Regions from separate parts of the Mus musculus genome. Here region 2 is linked to region 1. The links are chromatin contacts, called in public targeted proximity ligation maps. All regions are on one chromosome and are shown on one strand. The core of a region is the stretch at or near the end of the contact, and the rest is flanking DNA. Distances in the headings are between cores, read along the strand shown.

Evidence for each region.
Region 2: a contact with region 1 is called in a targeted proximity ligation map of the SCID.adh cell line, with 2.8 times the contacts expected there. A contact is called at or near these places in 1 of 39 promoter capture datasets (the HPC-7 cell line), 61 of 484 Hi-C or Micro-C datasets (the 63-12 cell line, B cells, the C2C12 cell line and 37 more), 7 of 130 datasets of targeted methods (the NIH/3T3 cell line, the SCID.adh cell line, acute myeloid leukemia and 4 more) and 4 of 9 other capture datasets (adipose tissue, embryonic stem cells, liver and 1 more).

What each region holds. Positions count from the first base shown.
Region 1 is chr19:12,539,005-12,542,192 of GRCm38.p6, reverse strand. No RefSeq gene overlaps it. Among named protein-coding and RNA genes, the nearest start is that of Fam111a, 33 kb to the left of the region's middle.
Region 2 is chr19:12,811,788-12,815,251 of GRCm38.p6, reverse strand. The region is part of intron 3 of Lpxn (leupaxin); the gene reads right to left. Among named protein-coding and RNA genes, the nearest start is that of Lpxn, 15 kb to the right of the region's middle.

The sequences.
Region 1 (3,188 bases), core at 118-2,617:
GCTGAATAAAATGGGCAAATTTACTTTTTAAGGATTTTTATTTCTTTTGGTTTGGTTTTGGGGTTTTTAAACTGGGTCTCTCTATTGTATAGCCCTAGCAGACCTAGAGCTTGCTATATAGACCTGACTGTTCTTGAACTCACAGAAAACCACCCGGCTCTGTCTCCTGAGAGCTGGGATTAAAAGGGTACACCTGCTACAGAAGACTGTTTTATTATATGATTACATTTTGAAGTGCTTTTATGTGTGACAGATAAGATCTGCCCCTTGTTAGCCACCCAGGAAACAGCCCATCCCCCCTCTTCAACTGTCAAAGAAGCAGAGAATGGGGCAAATGTAAATGCTGAAAGGTGTTGGGAGGGTGAGCAGAGAAATTGAAACAGAGAGAGAAATCAGTGAAGCTAGGAAGCTTTAAGCATCTTTAAGATTGGTCAGGAAATGGTTGGGGAGGGAGGCTAGGAGGGAGTAAACTAGAAGTAAGGGGGTGGGGCAGAGGAGGATGTAAATGAAGAGGGGTAAGGACGACTGGGAAGGAAGAGGGAAGGTTTGGAAGAGTAATGAAACTCAGTTTGAGAGCTAGTGCTCCCTCCTTCTTAAAAGTCAGAAATAAAATGGAGAAAAAGAAACTTAAGGTGGGAATGGCATAAAACAAACCAGTTGGCCAGAGATTAATTTTCTAAGGGTGTAGCTTCCTTTCACCCACCCTCTCTTCTCCTTTGCCTTGCTCCCTTACCTACTCAGACCTTCCTTGAGTGCGTTCTCATTGACCAGACTATGTCTCTGAGAGATGCTTAATTGATTACTCCTCATAGAAGAGCTGACCTGAGTCAGGGGCTGGGTTTGCTGGCTGAGAGCAATATGTGCAGCAGGTATGTAAGTGCAGAGACTACACAGGTACTTTCCAGGGTGGACAAGGGCTTGGCAGCACTAGAACCCCTGGGCTGGAAAGGACAGAAGTGCCATTCATTTGGAGGACCAGGAAAGCATAAGTTTGTTTTCAGTGGCTGCTTCTTGTCCCACTGTGTCCTGGAGGCAGCAATGTGGTGGGTTAGGACAAGGTGTCTGTTATCTGTTTATCTTGTTTCTTCTCTTTTTTTTTATTAGATATTTTCTTTATTTACATTTCAAATGTTATCAGCTTTCTCAGTTTCCTCTTATCTTGTTTCTTAAAACTCTGGCTGAGGAAATCGAAACAGAGAGAGAAATCAGTCAAGCTAGTAAGCTTTCAGCATCTTTAAGATTGGTCAAGAAATGGGGGTGGGGGTGTAAGAGGGCGTAAAAAAGAACTAAGGGGGGTAGGGCAGAGGATGTAAATGAAGAGGGGTAAGGAAGACAGGAAAGAAAGAGAAAAGGGAAATGAGAAATTAAAGGGTAATTGGCTGCGGTGGTGAAAAGTGGGGCCAGGAGACTGGTCAGGGAACCCTCCACAGGCTCCATTACTTTGTGACTTCACTGAAGAAGAGGCAGCAACTCCTGTATTAAGGTCAGTGGAATCCTAGCTCCTCCTGGATTGGCTTAGGATAGCTGCAAGCATTGAATATTTTGCTATAACATGATTCTGTCTGGATAGGGGAAAAGCTAGGAGGTGGGGAAATGGATACAGAGTAGATTCTTAACCTCTTAACTCTTGCTAAAACACTTGCAAAGGAACTGGAAAATTCATGTTGTTGTCTGTGGGAGAGGGAGTCCAACAGAGATGGCCACTCAGACACTGTCTATAGCCAATTGAAAGTCTTTATTCCAACTGGCTGAGAGTAGTCGGGGGCCCAAGTATAACATCCCTGAGCATTTAGACTAAGGGGATTTTAAAGGCAAAAATCACAGCCTGCTATCTTGCTCAGCAAGAATTTTCTATAGGATTCTTTCAAGGAGATCAAATTGGAGTTAAACCTAAAATAACCTCAGCAAGAATATAAGATGATGGAACCTCTGCCTTGTCTTGCCCTGTCTCCTCTGCTCAGTTCATTTTCCTAAGTGTAACCCCCAAGTTCACTAACAGATTGAGAAATAAATCCGTGGCCTCAGAAATACTATGACACAGTCCAGTTCCTCATGTGCTTTCCAATTTTCATTTCCCCAGAACTTCCACTGTTCTAAGAGTGTCCCTAGTTAAGTCTTAGTATTGATAACAGTATCAATAACAGTAATATTCCCTAATCAATCTGTCACAGGCAGTCATTGCCTGAAGCCATTGCCTGCATATTGTTTGTTTATTTGTTTTGCTTTGTTTTGTTTTGTTTCAAGACAGGTTTCTTCTGTGTTGCCCTTGGATGTCCTGGAACTTGCTTTGTAGATCAGGCCTCAAACTCACAGAGACCTGTCTGACTCTGTCTCCTGAGCACTGGGATTAAAGGTATGTGTTACCATACCCAGCTTGCATGATGTATTTTTAATCTTCACAATAGTTGATGGTGAGTCTATGCCATGCCTTTTGGGGTGAAAAAGAGGTGGAAAATAAATAACATGCTCAAGACCATATAGCTGTGAGTGAAGTCTGAGGTGATCCTAGACTCATGGGCACTCACTCTTCTGGACATATCACCATAGGATATATTTGTCTCATTTACAGTTGCTGCTGCTTTTTGCAAACAGGAAACTAGGTCCAGAGAGGCTACATAGATTTCCATTGTAGCTTAGTAGCAGTAGTTATTGGCAGAAATCTAGGGCTCAGATTCTACAACAGAAGGGTTAAGATCATGGATATAGTCTTTGAATGGCTCCCACTCAGCTTAGTGTATCACTTAAACAATAATGTGAAGAAGCAACCCATGGGTGACAGTTCCAGAGACAATTTCCATGTTCTTTTCAATAGACTAATAATTTTATGATTAAAGACTATGAAAGTGCACAATTACATCATGTTAGTGGTAGCTGGCTTATAATCCCTCACTGAGTATGATTACAAGATCAGGCTGCCTGGGAAGAGCCCTCTTTAAAAGAATAGGGTTAGTCTGCAGTTAAATGCATGAACTTGCTGCTCTTACAGAGGTGATAAATTCAGTTCCCAGCAATAGTGGTTCACAACCCCCTGAATCTCAAGTTTGAGGGAATTGAGCACCCTTCTCTTGGTTACCATGGGCCTTTCATTTACATGGTGCAATGCCCACACACACACAAGCACATAAAATTAATAAAGAAATAAAAAATAGTTAATGAAAAATGATTTTTATATCTCTGTTTATTTTTAT
Region 2 (3,464 bases), core at 887-3,386, 270 kb before region 1:
TTAGCCTAAAAACACAAAAAAGGGAAACTACAACCTGTAGAGACCACTTCCAGTAGATAGGCATGCCCCTCCCCATCCAGTTGAGAGATGGGGCCACCCACACATCTCAAAAATTTTAATCCATGGGCTGGTGAGATGGCTCAGTGGGTTAGAGCACCCGACTGCTCTTCCGAAGGTCCAGAGTTCAAATCCCAGCAACCACATGGTGGCTCACAACCATCCGTAACAAGATCTGACTCCCTCTTCTGGAGTGTCTGAAGACAGCTACAGTGTACTTACATATAATAAATAAATAAATCTTTAAAAAAAAAAAAAAAAATTTTAATCCAGAAATGTTCCTGTTCAAAGAAAAGACAGGGACAAAAAGTGGAACAGAGACTGAAGGAAAGGCCAACCAGAGACCACCCAACCTAGGGATCTATCCCATCTGCAGGCACCAAACCCCCACACTATTGCTGACACCAACAAGTGCTTGCTAACAAAAGCCTGGTATGGCTGTTCCCTGAAAGGTTCTACCAGCACCTGACCAATACAAATGCAGATACAGTCAGCCATTGGACTGAGCCCAAGGACCCCAATGGAAGAGCTAAGGGAATAACTAAAGGAGCTGAAGGGGATTGCAACCCCCTAGGAAGAACAATATCAGCTAACTGGACCACCCAGAGCTCCCCGGGACTAAACCACCATCCAAAGACTATACGTGGAGGGAGCCATGGCTCTAGATACATATATAGCAAAAGATGGTCTTATCTGACATCAATGGGAGGGGAGGCCCTTAGTCCTGTGGAGGCTTGATGCCCTAGTATAGGAGGATGCTAGAGCGCTGAGGGGGTGAGTGGGTAGAGGAGCACCCTTATAGAGGGCAAAGGGGAGAGGGGAGGAGGGATGGGATGGGTAGTTTGTGGAGGGGTAACCTAGAAGGGGGATATAATTTGAAATGTAAACAAATAAAATGATTTAAAACAGTCCCCTTCCATAGCAAGCACTTAACCAAGTAATATCTCCCCAGACACAAATGTAGCTTTTTATCTAAGCCTGTTCATTCATAAGGCCTCCTCACCTTACAGTTGTGGAAAACTTGTTCATGCTCAAAAAAGTGCCCACACTTTCAAACTATAATCCATGTATAGCATGTAAAAGGAGGAAGACCATTGTCAAGATTCCCTAACATCAGCTTACTCAGCAATATTTTATTCTAAATAGGAAATAAGAATTTGAGGAGCTGATGGTTGCAAATTACAGCCCATACAGGAAATATTCTTGAAAGAAACTTCAAATTAGAGACCTCTGATCTGTCCCTAGCCGTTTAAAGAAAGCAAAAGTAGCATGCTATATCATGAGCTACAAGCTACTTTATGATTTGGAATTTTTAATAATACAAAGCACAACACCTGTTATTTGAAAGAATGTACAGAATGTATACTTTCGAAGTAAGGAGCTCCATCATGCCGAGTTTTCCTCTGTTTAATTCTGCTATATTTTGTGAACGGTTCCTCCCATTATTACCAAAAGTGCTACTTTTGCTCCGGTATACTTATAAACAATTGCCATATTGCTATTGGTGGACAGTGGCTAGAAACATCCCAGTGCTTCAGCCACAGCTGATACTTAGCACACTCTCAAGGTATATTGGGAGCAATGGGTATCCCATTTATGCAAACCAGAGTATATGGTGGAAACAAATAAGGGAATATACCTTCTGAGTTTAGTGTTCTAGCTGGGCATGCTAGTATTTATGGCTCAGAATCACAATCACCTAGGAAATTTATAACACTCCACACATAGTTATGGAAGGGTTTTATATCATTCTCTCACACACATCTCCATTGTAGGTATAGCTTGGTAATGGAAATGTACCAAAGTATTGCAGTCTAGAAAATATAAGCATATTTGAGTTTAAAAAAAATGGAAATACTATCATAGAAAATTGGTTGAACAGATGGTGAGAGAGCTAAGAAGCAAAACAGAAGACATGGGGGTTACCTGAAAGCCCCAGCAGCAAGTCATCACCACCCCTGTGCTAAAGGACAGAATGCATGGCAACATCATGAGAGCCCATGCCTCTGGTTCAGTGTGCTGGGACAACAGCAGGTTGTCATGCTCCAACTGACAGAGATGCAGCTGCTGATAAAGACACTGGAAAGTCAAGCACCAAGGCAAGGCAAGTGCCCTGCATTTTCCTACTCTACATCTGCTGGTCTCTCCAGCACTTCTTGCTTATCAAAGCCCATGACAGCCAACTGTCTTGGAACTTGGGAATACTGCTATTTGGATAAGGGATTTACTAAAAGAATTAGAAATGCCATACACGGACAGACAGATGGCAGCAAGATGGGGTTCCTATGGCAGAGTGAGTCTCCTATACATGTTAGGGAAAGGGGGAGGCTCTAAACTGCAGGACTGATGAACAGTCTGTGGTTTATGCTTGCAGTCAGGCCAGCTCTGATAGGTGGCTGCACACAAGTGTGTGTGTGTGTGTGTGTGTGTGTGTGTGTGTGTGTATGTGTGTTGGGAGTGGTCTGTTAGCATAGGATCTGTATGTAGAATAAGCTATAAGCTAGAGGAGAGCAAGTATCTAGAAAAGCAAGTTAAATGGAAAGCATTTGCAAAAATGGCCTGGCCCTAAATGACAGAACACAGAATATGAAAAGAGACAGAGGCCAGTTACCCAGTGCTGTAGGAGAAGATGACCATAAAATAGTGTCATGATTAAATAACTGATCACAGTGCCGGACATACTGGAAAATAATTAATGCTTGGACTGGTTTTCATGTTACATATTTCAGTATTCATATGCATTTCTACTTCTTAATAAAACATACTGTTGCTGAGAGCCTTTTAAGTACAGTTACCACTTTTGTTGTTTGTGTTTGTTTTGGTTTTAGCTAGGGCAGAAAGGTGAAGACAATGGAGATATGTTCACCTCTCACTTCCTGGAGCTGGAATAAATAGGTAATGTGTATATAAGTAAACTAGCTTCACTCCCACCACAGAAGGAAGTGACCTCAAGTGGAATGTATTAAAATGACTTCCCGTAGTTCAAGTCCATTGCCTGATTTAGCTCCCCATGTATGCTCTATGTACTATGATCCTGAGATCAGATAGTGCAGTGGAGCACTCTGTGACAAGCACAAATCCTTAAGAAAAGGTTCTAGTTTCTTTTGTGTGTGTGTGTGTGTGTGTGTTTGTGTGTGTTATGATTAAAGAGGCAAACACAAACGAGGTGGCCTTTCTGTTTCTGATTTATTTTAGATTACTAATCTGCTTTGGTTTGAAGAAATGACTTAGCAAGTGAATCTATTCCATGTGTAACACTTACTAAATGTTCCTTTCACCACCTACCTAACCTTTGAGCAGACCTGGAAAGTAGAATTATGTTTTCAGGTGTCTGTGATGGACCCTTGCTGTCTTCATATAGCCGTGGTCCTTGTACTGATATTGCTGGACCCTTGCTTAAGTTTCTT